Regions from separate parts of the Gossypium hirsutum genome. Here region 2 is linked to region 1. Evidence: chromatin contacts called from public Hi-C data. All regions are on one chromosome and are shown on one strand. Each heading gives the region's core, a stretch centred on a gene start, on an enhancer-like site or on the middle of the called end of the contact. The rest is flanking DNA. Distances are from core to core; before and after follow the strand shown.

The links. Hi-C and Micro-C count contacts between places; a contact is called where the count stands out from the background.
Region 2: a contact with region 1 is called in a Hi-C map of leaf, with 2.5 times the contacts expected there. The contact joins the promoter of LOC107909843 here to the promoter of LOC107909863 in region 1. A contact is called at or near these places in 7 of 34 Hi-C or Micro-C datasets (callus, hypocotyl and leaf).

The regions. Positions count from the first base shown.
Region 1 is chrD02:56,699,759-56,706,576 of Gossypium_hirsutum_v2.1, reverse strand. It overlaps LOC107909863 (squamosa promoter-binding-like protein 2), which reads right to left and starts at 5,107. Exons shown (of 4, transcript NM_001327025.1): 1 at 4,384-5,107; 2 at 4,106-4,242; 3 at 2,385-2,651; 4 at 1,269-1,613. The coding sequence starts at 5,069. The coding sequence ends at 1,279.
Region 2 is chrD02:57,002,434-57,008,785 of Gossypium_hirsutum_v2.1, reverse strand. It overlaps LOC107909843, which reads right to left and starts at 4,760. Exons shown (of 3, transcript XM_016837525.2): 1 at 4,548-4,760; 2 at 4,141-4,433; 3 at 3,182-3,413. The coding sequence starts at 4,426. The coding sequence ends at 4,142. It overlaps LOC107909842 (REF/SRPP-like protein At1g67360), which reads left to right and starts at 168. Exons shown (of 3, transcript XM_016837523.2): 1 at 168-506; 2 at 604-837; 3 at 1,060-1,653. The coding sequence starts at 489. The coding sequence ends at 1,491.

The DNA of each region.
Region 1 (6,818 bases), core at 3,858-6,357:
TTTGACAAAAATAGAAATTTGTAGAGTAGTCTGGACATCTTCCTCCCACAACTTCAAGCGATTTTTGCACTAATCTTTTGTTTCATTTCATCAAGTTTTACACTATTGTTAAACCTCAATCTTATTTTATGGCACGATTCAAATATACAACCAACTTCTGTTTGAAAATTACCCATCAAAATGGATGTATATGAAATATTGGTAATTCATCTTCAATACTAATATGTAAAATAAATTAAAAATTAATATATATATTAGTTCCTATTAAATCAATTCATACTATTTTAAAGCAACAAAAGAAAAACTTTTTATCAAACAACTTGCATCTCATACTACTAATTATCAATATAAAATAAAATTACATAAAAATAATTACAAACTAACCTTATCAACTCAAACATGATTTTTGAAGTCTAAAATGAAAAGCAAATATGTTGATCTTTAATTTTGATTTCTAGCAGCTCTTCTTTTTTTTTTCGTTTTGTTAAACAAACTCTTTTTTCTATCTCGTTTTGTTAAACAAGCTTTTTTCTTCTTTTGTTCTATTAAACAATGGAAACCGTTTTTTGACCGAGGAATGAGACAATTTATAAGGTGGTGGTGCCACCTTGCAACGTGGCAGCACCCATTTTTAATGGTAAACTTTTTCAAAATTTTAAAACTGATGCCGTTTAACACGTCGGTGACACCATCTTTTTTCTTCACTCTTAAATTTTTTTTTTGTCAGGCCTTTTTTTTAAATTTAACACCAATGTCACCAATAAGCCGCATCAAAAGAATATTTTTTTTACTCCATTTGGTGTTTTTAAAAAAAATTATACATGTGTTCTTTTCCCACGAAATTATTAAGTAATGATTGATGGTAGAGTTTAAATAGTTCTGCCTGCTAGTGTGATGACACCCACGTTCCCTAGTGTAATTTTTTGTGTATTATTTTTATACCCCCGGGGGAATGCATTAAATAATAACAACATCAAAATAAAATGAGACACGAATAAATTTTTTATTTTCTTAATTTCCCTGCTCAGCCCTACTAAATCATTGTAGTCCATCCCATAACATTACATGGCATTTTTAAGCAAAATAAATAAAATAAATAAAATAAAGAAAGAAAGAAAAACAAAGGAAATGAAGCATATGGCTTTTACCCCCGTGAATTCCAGCTGCACGCATTATTTAAAAGAGTAAATTTGACTAAAATAGGATCAGGAAAAATTACATTATCTTCAACGTGTGAACCTTACCAAGTTAAAAATTAAAGTTTAAGATTTGTGGCAATCAATTCATCTGATTGGAATAAAAGCTATTATCATATGGAACCTTGAGAATCTGAAACTCTTGAAGATGGTTGTCACCCTCAACTTGGGATTGAGTAGTCTGCTCTTGTTCCATCTGCCAGTTTTCAGATAAGGCATATGGAATGGGGAAACTCTGCGAAATCACATTCATCGTGGGCTGAGACATGCTGCTACCACTAACATGCACAGGGTACGCAAGTGAACCATGTTGTTTTGGCTCACAAGAAACCGAAGACTCATTTGACAGAAGAGAGAGAGCACGATGAAGATCTTGCGTCGTACCCATATTTGAAGCAACTGTGGATTCTTCTACACCTACAAGATTTCACAAAACTTGTGTAAGCTTGTAAATCAGTTTAGTTACGAGACCATATCATCTTTAACAAGCATGAGACTTATCAAGGATCAATAACACACGTCTCTTAGACTGCAATATTTGTTTTATCATACGTCTTCGTTTTGAACTTATGTAATCACATTCCAGAAAGGTTTTCAAAAAAGCCAAAGACCTCAAGTAGCATTACCCCAATTTCCCATGGAGGGCAGCCATGGCACTTTAATGTTCATGGACCACTCCATAGAGAACAATATTTTTCATCATCAAACACATCTAAAGGGCTACGAGGATTGGTGGTTCAGGGGTATACTTCAGCAGTAAAGATATCATATGACCATTTACATCCTTTAGCTCAAAGAAGCCGGACAAGAAAGGTAATTTCTAGTTCTAATAGTTGTCAGCTTGCACTGTCACAACAAAGGCTTTAGAGAAAAAGAAAAGGCACCCTTATTTGTCCCTCCACTATTTTATGAAAAATGAATGATATAAATATATATATGTTCCAAGGAAAATGGACAGCACAATTTTCCATGGACAAAATCTAGAATGTGATAGCATAAATCTGCATAATGCAGAGGATTCAAGGTTACACGAACAATCTCACCTATAAAGAGAGCATTCTTGAGGGCATTTTGTTACATTACTAGGTGCTTTAAAAAGTAAATTTGTGTAGAAGTACATTTGTAACAATAAAAAACCAACTGCATATGAGATATATCTTATTTCCTAGTAAGAAAAACAAAACGAACCTTGGTTGAGAACCTCAACTGTGTTTTGCTTGCCCTTTACAGGCAGGAATCTGTTGGAATCGTAACACCGAGATGTCATGGAATTCAACAGCTGGTTGCCTGGCAGTTGCAGCTGTCCATTTGCATTTCCCGCTTTTGTAGGTGCATAACCTTTCGTTTCAGAGGACTTGGAGACAAATGTGCCTTCCCATGTAAAATTTTCATTGGGCCTAGCATTATGAAGAAATGGCACTTTATTCCAGACAAAACTCATCAGTTGTTTCCCATCTGCACAAGCATGAGCACAAGATGGTACCTTTAAGAGATGCTAACAAACAAAATTGCATATGACTTCTAACTTTAAGGGTGGAACAGCAACTATATTAGAAGCATAACATCCAACAAAATATAGTGCTGAGCTTTCCCAAAACTATTTGATCATGTTAAATTAAAGGAAAAAATAAAAACGCAATATGCATGATTTCCCATAATATCTTGGTGGAAATCTAAATTAGAACACAGCAAAAAAAGAAAAAAATTGAGAAAACCAAAAATCAATTTGAATCATAGTGTTCAGTTCAATTTCAGTTCAGGTATTATTTAAATATATTCAGTTTGGTTTGGTTCGGTTCAGTTTTCAATTTACAAGATAAAAAACCAATATCTTGCTTTCATCCAAATCGAACCGAATTCTATTTTTATTTAATTCATAATTAGTTTCTAATTTTTTGGATGAGTATGTGGTACAATGGCAGTGTACCTTTTTTATTCCACAAGCAACCTTAAAAAATTGACATGTGTCTCTTTTTTTAAATATATATATTTTAAATATTTTACCATACCCCTACAGGACACTTATCAACCCCTATCCCTGCTTGTGGAGTCTAAAAACTCCACTGGCAGTGTACCAAATATTTTCCCATTTTTTATACACTATTAAAAACATATCATATCTAAATTAGTGAAAGTAAGTTCAAAAAAGTATATAAAAATAATTTTTAAAAATTTTTAAAAACCAAAGATCCGAACTGATGGAATTCAGTTTGGTTCAGTTGCATTTGATATTCAGTTTGGTTTTGGTTTAGTTTTTTTAAAACCAAAATACTAAAAGGTAACCGCAATTATTTTCCAAAACCGATTCAAACCAGACCATCATCACCTTTAATCTAAATGGCATACAAATATCAAGAACTGCATGATAGGAATTCAAGAAGCATATGCATAATAGACATTTTGGACACTGTAGACTTTATAACTAAGGCAATTTCAGGTATATAAATTGCCAAATTTTGCATAAACTATGTCTTTTCCATTATATATAATTAGTTGCGAATTCAATAATGTCTATTATAGATTTACAGATTAAAGTGGAAAAAGAACACAGAAAAGCTTGAGGATGCCCCTGATGGTATTATTGTTTTAAAAGAGATAAACATGTCAAGATAAAACTCAGTTAAGGAATCAGTCAAGATATTACTGACATCATTTTTTCAACCAAATGCAGCATATATTAAGATATTGTATTACCATAGAGAACCAAGTACCATTTATTAAAGAACATCTTGATTAAATAAAATGAAAAAAATCCAGATTGACTTGGTTAATGAAATAACTCAACTCCATAATTTGAGAGGTAAAAGAAAAGGGAAAAAATAAAGTGTCTTAGTCTATTCTTGAGATGGTAGCATATAGCAAAAATTATATGAATGAAAACATATCAAACTTGGGTCTGAAACCATTACCATATGCTGCTGGTGAAGGCCTTGCAGCACTGAAGTGGATTGCATCTGTCTGTGGTTTGCGGCGCCTTGCATTGTGGTCAGAAAGACGCCGGCGGCAGCTTCGCTTCTTTTCATCAAACTCTGACAGAGCATGGAACCTTTGACATCATGAATGAAAATTATGATTTCAACATTCATAATGAGATAGAATCACAAGTTCAGTAGTAAAGAATCAAATCACTACCATCAACTAAGAAATTCAAGTCTTCAATACTAAGATAATTAAAACAATATTTTACCTGCTACACTGCTGGCAGAACCGGAGCTCCAGACCACCTACAATAACCTTAGGGCTCTTTGAGTGACTTTCACAAACTCTGTGTTTCCGATGGTAATCCTTAGCCGAAGAAAGGTCAAGGTTACAGCCTTCGACTTGGCAACGCAGAATATGTTTTGTCTGACAATTGGGTTTGGATCTCTTTGCCGGGGAAGGGGATGGTCCAGGAGTGGCTGAATAAGATGAAGTCTTTGAATTGCTTCCTGTGCAAACATCTTCAAAGTATGTTTGCTTGCCAAGCTTTAAACTGAGCAATGGCTCACCAGAGCCAACTGAAGCCTCAAATATTGGGGAACTACCGGTGTGCTCAACCTTGGAAACCTTTTTCTTGTTGCTAATTTCATGTGGTATAGCTTCAAAAGCCTCCAAAGTAAATGTGGTCACTTTTACCTCTCCCGCAGATGAAGAATTAATGGATGCCGATTTCGAACTTTTAGACAAAGAAATAAGGCCCAAATCTGATCCAGAACCACCACTACCTCCAGCAGCAGCACCAGAAGAATAGAGAGACCCAGAGTCCAGCTCTTCCTCGCCCTCAATATCCCACTCTGCCGATCTTAGCTTCCTTGGAATTTCAGTTGGTGTCGCATTTAACATCATTAGGTTCTCCCACTCCCATTGCAACGGGGTTTTGGCATTCCAGTCCATGAGAGAGATAGAACTCACAGAACAGTTCAAACAATCTTCTTCATATAAAAGCCAAGCCACTTGTCAACAGATCCTAAAATATAACCTAGAGGTTTGCTCAATTCATTAAGGAAATAAACGAAAAGAATTTCAATCATCCTAAATTCAGTAACCTTATATATGAAGCAGACCATTCAAAGAATCCTTATAGACACATAGCCCGCAAAACAACTGATAAACAAAAATTAATCCCTGCATATCAAGTTCAAAACTTACCTCTAAATCTAACAGCATCAAAGTCCAACCCTCTCTGTTTCTCAGATCTAGAGTGGTACAAGTTAGAAAATTTTCTATCCACTTCAACGAAACAATATTTAGTCCACTCCTTCCCCAAGTTTAAACTAAAAAGGGTTTGTTGATGCCACTTCAAATCCACTTAGCAAAACAATCGCAACCAGGGTAGTAGAGAGGTTCGACTAAACAAAGCAATCACTTCTCAAGCCGAGCGTTTTTTTATGCAGATATCAATATCCAACAGAAAAGAGAGCTTAAGCAACGACAAAAAGTATGTTATATTGGACCTTGCAGATTCGAACTAGAATAGTAGTAGAGCTTTTTTCTCATCCATTCATTATTGCTAACGCAAACAAACTGACACCATAGTTCCAAACTGTCTCTCTATACGAGTCTTGTACGAATGTAAGCTGATCTTCAACCCCAAGTAAAAACATAGTAGTGTTCCATAAACCTTCAACATCAGCAGTAAATTCCACCACCAAAAATCTAGAAGAATTTAGCTTATCTATTAACCCATCCAACAATAACTACCCGGTCTAGCCTCTTTAACAAAGCAGCTCCCTCTCTCTCTCTCTGCTCGCCCCACTATCTTCAATAATTCTAAGAAGCAGTAACAAAGTCCAAGTAGAGGAACCCAAAAATTAAACAAATAAAAGGATTCACGTTTTAATCAAGTAACCTAGTCTAAAAAACACTCTAACACTTTCAATAATTCCAATTCAATTATCTGGGAAATCTTGCAAAGTAGGTCCCTGACTCAGACCCACAACTACTGTACAAAACAAAATTCAATGAAACCCTAATCTACCATAAATTCTTGTACCAAAAAATATCTACCATAAATTCAACAATTTACTGATGTATAAAAAGCTATCCCGACAACCATTTTTACTTGAACCCCCACGAGAACCATTAAAACCAATCAACAAATACCATACATGTCAACCAAAAAAATAAACAAAAAAGAAATTCTACTCACAAATTTTTTCTCCATACAATATATATGAAGTTTTGCATTGAAACAGAAATAGAACAAACATATAAACTAAAATATTCATTTTTACTAAAAAAGTAGAAAGTATTTGGTCCCCTTCTTAGATATCATTCGTCATATCGTTTTCCTTTTAATGTTTTGATAAATTCTTCTCAGCTTTCAGCCAGAAATACAAGGTAAAAAATAATAAAAAGGAACCCTTTTAACAAACATAAACGCAGTCGTTTCCATTTATTTTCCCCAGAAAACAAGAAAAGAAAAGGAACCATAACAAAAAAAAAACGCACTTTACCTTCTTTTTTTTTTCTTTCTAAAGTTAAAACAAGTTCACATAATAAAGGTAGAAGATAGGAAGAAAATGATGTTTCAATCTGAGCCGCAAAAACAAGAGATGTTTCCCCATTTTTAGAAACTCCAGTACCTCATTATTGCTTTCTTTGTTAATCCAAAATGAAAACTCTGTTTTATCTTTCCTATTT
Region 2 (6,352 bases), core at 3,511-6,010, 300 kb before region 1:
AATGTTAAAAGTTAGTTTTTGAAAAAAAAAATTGAATTGTAAAAGCAAAGAGGAAGAATATATTTCAATTGGTGCAAGATTTTCACAATCTAATAACTTAAATGAAAATTTTTAAAATTAAATAATTAAAATATAATTTATATATAGAAAAAAATTGGTGTGGGAATGGGTGGACCTCACAACAGACCGCCCAAGAGTAAGAAAATGGTTCCCTTAGATATTATTGCATCTCCAAAAAGTAAGATCCTTCCACGTGTCCTTCTGGAATCCTCTATTTGCTCCCAGAAAAGTAAAGAAGGATGAAATAGGAAAACTGCCCGCTCTGGCATTGTGATACCCTTAGATCCGATATAAACCGTTGGATCTCATCTAACATCCCATATGAATTCATCTATAAAATAAATAAAATTGCACTTGTTTTACACCGTAGATTACGATCGTTTATTTTCTCTCTAAAAAGTGGAGCAAAGAATCCTTACATCAAACAGATGGCAACCATGGAGAAGGTATTTTGATCTCTTCTTTCTTCTTCTTCTCCTTTCTCCCTTACTTTTAAAGTTAAGCTTAGAGCTTTTTTGTTTGTGATTTGATTTAAAATTTTAGGGGTTAGAGTTTGAGAACAAGAATTTAGGCCTGAAGCACCTAAACTTCGTCAGGGTGGCTACGATCCACGCCTTGGTTTGCATCTCGAACCTTTACAATTACTCTAAACAGAACTCGGGGCCGTTGAGATCCACCGTCGACGCCGTCGAGCGTGCCGTTACCACCGCCGTCGGTCCCGTCTACGGGAAATTTAAGGATGTTCCTGATCATTTTCTTGGATTCCTTGATAACAAGGTATTCGCCCATTAAGAAAAAATCACCGTTTGCAACTTTTGATCAGAAGTTTCTGTTGATGAGTTCTTTCTCGTCTTTAGGTTTAGCAATTAATTTTAGTATTTTGAAATGCATCGGAAGAGTAAGGATTAAATCTAATATTTTAAAAATGGGGAAAGTTCAGTTTAGTGTGAACCAATTTATTCCGAACTTTATTATTGTATTTGATTAAAATAACCGTAGGTAGATGAGGTTTCACACAAATTTGATGAGCATGCTCCAGCACCAGCCAAGCAAGTGGTTAACCAAGCCCACGATTTGGTCCAAAAGGCTCAGAAACTAGTAGAGGAGGCTCGAACCAATGGAGCACGAGGGGCTTTGCACTACGCTGCAGCTGAGTACAAGAACTTGGTGCTGGTAAGCTCGACCAAGTTGTGGGTTAAACTGAACCGCAACTCGACTTTCAACTCAGTGACAGAAAAGGTTGTTCCCAAAGCAGCTAATTTGTGTGAGAAATACAACAGTTGGTTAAAGGAGAAGAGTGGAAAAGGTTATCCTGTGGTTGGGTATCTACCATCGATTCCCGTTGATGCCTTTGGGAAGGCTGTTAAGGAAGCTGAAGGAAAAGAGAAAGCAAATGCGGATGATCATAAATCTGAATCAGATTCAGATTAGGTGTTTGGTTTCTGAGTGTGTTAGCAGAGAGGCAATGTGATGCTTTGCCATTGTAAATTGGCTACATGTTGAATCTAGTATGACTTGATTCGTTTAGATGGCTGATATGGTTGCTCTCTGAGTTTGTGGCTGATTTTATGATATGCCCTTTTCAACTTTCAATCTTTCAGCTTGTATTAGATTATGAGTACATACGATAAAAAAGATATTTATTTTTAATTTAAAATTAAATTAAGCCTTTTTTTTTTTGAAATAATAAAGGTTTACCTATAGGTGAAAAAATAAAGGTTAAAATCTGTTGTTAGTCCTTGCATTTACATAAAATTTGAGTTTTAGCTTTTGTATTTTAGAAATTAAAAATTCAATTCAATCATCACTGACATTGGGTAAATTTTGGGTTAAAAGTTTTGTTAGTCATATTTGATAACTTCTGATGAAAAAATTAAAAATGTTAAATAAAATTATTTTCAAAATAGAAAATGTGGTTTTTTAGTTATTTTTTCTATCAATTCAGTTAGTGAATTTAAGATAATTATTTTATACTTTAGGGTTAATGTTCTTTTAAGTATAATACAAGTTAAATTTAATGATTAACTTAAATAATTTACCAGTTAATTGAATTTTTAAGTTTAAACTATTACTAAAAATCTCAACCATGACAATCAAGTTCGATTTTTGCTTGAGAAATAAGTATATATTAAACTTAATTGTTCAAGTATTTTCTGTCTAATAAAGTTCTAAACTTGGGTTTGTTGGAAGTCAGTTCACTTTGTGCTGCTCCCTAGTCTTCGTGCCATTCCCTTCTCACCATGGATTTTACCAGTTCTTTTAACTAAGAAACACCAAAATATGGATTAACCAATTAAATCAAAATGATATATTTAGAATCCTTTCATTTCCGTTGTTTGATTATTCAAATTTTTTAATTAATAAATATTAAATACATATTCATATCAAAACCGTATCAAATCCAACTCAACCTAAAATTTAAATCCAAATAACAAACCAATCCAAAATTTAATTTGTCTAAATGGCTACAAAGTGTTACTAATGGAAGCCAAGGATATGGGCACATCATCTGCTACTGCTACATTTCACTTTATTTTCCCTTATTTGTCTTGGTTTCTACTCACTTTTTTGTGGATTATGTTCCACTTAATGCTTGTTCCGGTAGCAAAAAGAAATATTCATGAAATTTTATAATTACAATAATAACAATCTTTTTTTTTTAAGTTTCTACTATTAGAAATACAATACAAGCTCAATTTTATACCTAGGCAGCTAAAGGTAGAATCAAACTAGTACAAGCACAACAGAAAAAGTACAGAATAGAACCCATCTATGACATAGTTGCACATTTCGGGACTAGAGAGTAGAGACCCACATGTTACAATTTTGCACATGCTAAGACTCAAATTTAGATACTCAAAAGCCCAAAACTTCGTCTTAACCAACAATGCTTCTCGTTGACAAGGCTCAATCCAGTCATGTGGTGCCGATTCATTTTAAAAGAGTGTCAGTTTATTTGGTTTTTGATATAAAACTCAAACCAATCAACTGCACACTCCTACTTCTCCCAAATAAGGGGTGGCTTAATTAGAAGAAGAAAGGAGAGACAACAGCAACATAAATGTTCAAAACCAGTCTTACCCAATACAAGGCAACAACAAGATGGCTAAACAAGCAAATATTCACCAACACAGAGTCTTTATTTCCCTTACAAGTCTTACCCATTGAGTTACATGGACAATTTATTTTCATTCATAAACCAGTGTCCCAACTCAAATGTTCAAAAGTAGACTACAAAACAAGCAGAATCTTTTTGTAGCACAATTGAAAATAAATTCAAACAAACAGTAAAAAGGGTTTCAATGTCCACTTCCCATTTGTAGATCAAGCTCCAAACCATCTGCTAATGGCTTCTGATTCCTACATCAATGGAAACCTTATTAGAAATTACTCTCAAGATTGAAAATATGAAATTGTAAATTCACTTTTCATTCAGTGTCTCCATTGCTTCATGACTTGTCACAACTCCACCATTGTCACTGTTGCAGAGGTGACTAAATAAAACACAAAAAAGGATTTCATTTGGCAATTATTAGCTTGCATCACTTCTAACACTTTTGTGGAAGCAACATATTCTAATCCCTGCAGTGTCAATTGTCGATGGGTAAACAGTTTGCCTACAAATCCAGGTTAAAGTCTGATGCAAATTTTTACACCTTCACTTAAATAAGATGCAAATGGTAATCATTAGCAAGTCTAAGATGGTGATTTAACCATTAAAACACCAGCGCAAGTCCTTCAATTTAGAAACAACACTTGGTATTACTCAAGCTCTACTACTATCTTGGAACCACTGAATACTAAATTAGTTTTGAAGTATGATAAAAGTGTAAAATTTTCGATAAGAATAAACTTTTACCTCAAATGAATCAGAGCTTCAGACCTAAGCTAAATCAAGAAAACTTCATACCAACAAACTAAAGTCTAAACTCTAAAATCTAAATTCCTGAAACTTCAATGTGCTGATCGAACCAGTAAAACCCAAATCTTAGAGTAGATATACGATTCTCAAAATCCGGTGCCCACGAATAATTTAATAGAAGCATAAACAAAATCCCAGAATGAGTTGAAAAAAGAAACCTCAGTTTCGTTTGGAGGAAGACGCATAACTGTCTTGAAGAAGGTCATCATAAGGATCCCTGCGGCCGGGGACTTGGCTAATCTGAGGATCCCAACGGAGCTGAGCATTGTGGCGCTCAAATGTCCAAAACCCATAAGGCCGCAGTGGATAACTCCACATCTCCTTGGTTTTTGCGCATCGATCCTTCATAGAGTAAACGTGTTCTCTGAATTTTCTATCCCTCTCTTTTGGGTCCTCCATTAACCTCAACACCAGATTCTCTGCAAATTCCATAATGAACCCCATTTTCTTCCTGGAAAACACAAATAACCGAAACCCTAAGTTCAACAAACAAACACTATAAAAAAAAGAATTACTAGATAGCTAATCAAATAGAATAGGCACAAAACAAGGTGACAGAAAAAACCTGTTTGAAGATCTCAAGTGGCGATTAGCAGAGCCAAGGTCTTCAATTTGTCGAAAGCAAAGATCGGGAAAACCTCTGATGCAGAATGTTACGAGTAATCGAAGAGCCTAACTTGGGGTAAAGCTCTACAACTCCATCGCTGTCAGTAGGCCCGGCCTAGTTTCTGGTAGGCGTTCTTTGGGATCAAAAGCCCTTATAATGGTTGCATTAAATCTTCTAGACTCTAACTTAGGCTAAGGCCCAATAATTTTATAAAAGAAATTTTGAACTACATCTCGAATGGATGGGTTTGGATAAGATATTATTCAAGAGTATAAATTTAATTAAAAATTGTCACATTAGGTGAAAATTTTTATATTTTAAAAAATAAAAAAAATAGCCTATGAATCTTAGTTTGGTTGGTATAGGTATTATTATCAATGTAAGAGGATGTGAGTTTGAGTGCGCTGAAGCACATTATCCTCCTATTTATGGATTAGGGAAGGGTTATGGGTAGTTCTAGACATTGTGTTAGAAAAAGCAGATATGATTAGAACCTATAATAATGGGTATTAATGAGAAGTTATATGATAGTGATTGATCTTAAAGCGGTGGATTAGTTTTCTTATTGTTTAAATTATATTTTACAGATTGAGTTTGAATGCACTTAAATACGTTTTTTCTTTGATTTAACGATTAGAAAGGTTTATTAGTAAAAATAAAGATTGTATCAAAAATAGAAATTTCTAATATTTTCCAATTAAATTGATATTTTGTTAAGTTATAACACAAACTTAATAAGGTATGTATAATAAAAATGATTAGAAAGTATATTCTAGAATTAGATGGACAGCCATTTAGATTGTTTTAATTATTTTTTATGCATTAATGGGCTGAAAAGGTTGAGAGTAAGTGAAGATAGGGATGGCAAAAGCAATGTTCAATCGATCATCATCGCTTTATAGTTGGTATATTCTGTTTCACCATTCACCCATATCTTGAAATTCATAGATGTTGGATGCATTAATCATTACCTTCAATCTAATTTTTGCTACTTATCTTTAGTAATTTCAAATTTTTAAAGTCAAGTAAATATTTATAAACATAATTCTTCAAAAAATATTTAAACATAAAACATATAATTTGTTGTTACATTTTAATAGTTATATATAAGAGGATAAAATGATAATTTCATAAAGAATTAATTGCATAATTAATTTTATAGGAAAATCTGTGGATGTGAAATGTATTGAGTATGCTTAAACCGTGGCGCAGCAGCTGAAGCAAAAGATTTCCCAAAATTTAATGAACACAATACCCGGGGTCTTTTAATAAAACATATAAAGATGAGTATAAAAAAAATAAACCAGAGAATAGTTGAAATTAGAATCAGAAACAAGATGTTATTATTAATTATCGCATGAATGGAAGCTGCTTTTAACTTGAAATTCACGAAATTATAGAAAGATTTGTAAATTAGTTTGCCATCTTTTCGTGTTTGGTCATCGCAAATTTATGTTAATGAGAATATCCACAAATACAAGGCAAAGATAGCTTAAGCCCAGAAAATGGGGGGGGGGGGCGGGGGGATATTGGTGTGAGAAATGCATCAAAGGGTGCGTAGTCTATGAAATTTTGGTTGCTCAGATGTGACAATCTTAATTATTTAAGACAAAGAAAAGGGGGTTGTTAAGAAAATGGATTAGATGATGAAGAAGGAAGTCAAATATATGCAATGTTTTGTAGGTACACTACGCTTTCAATCCTTTTTCTGCTATATATACCATTGATTGGGCTTGGACCACCTCTTTACCACTATATTCTAA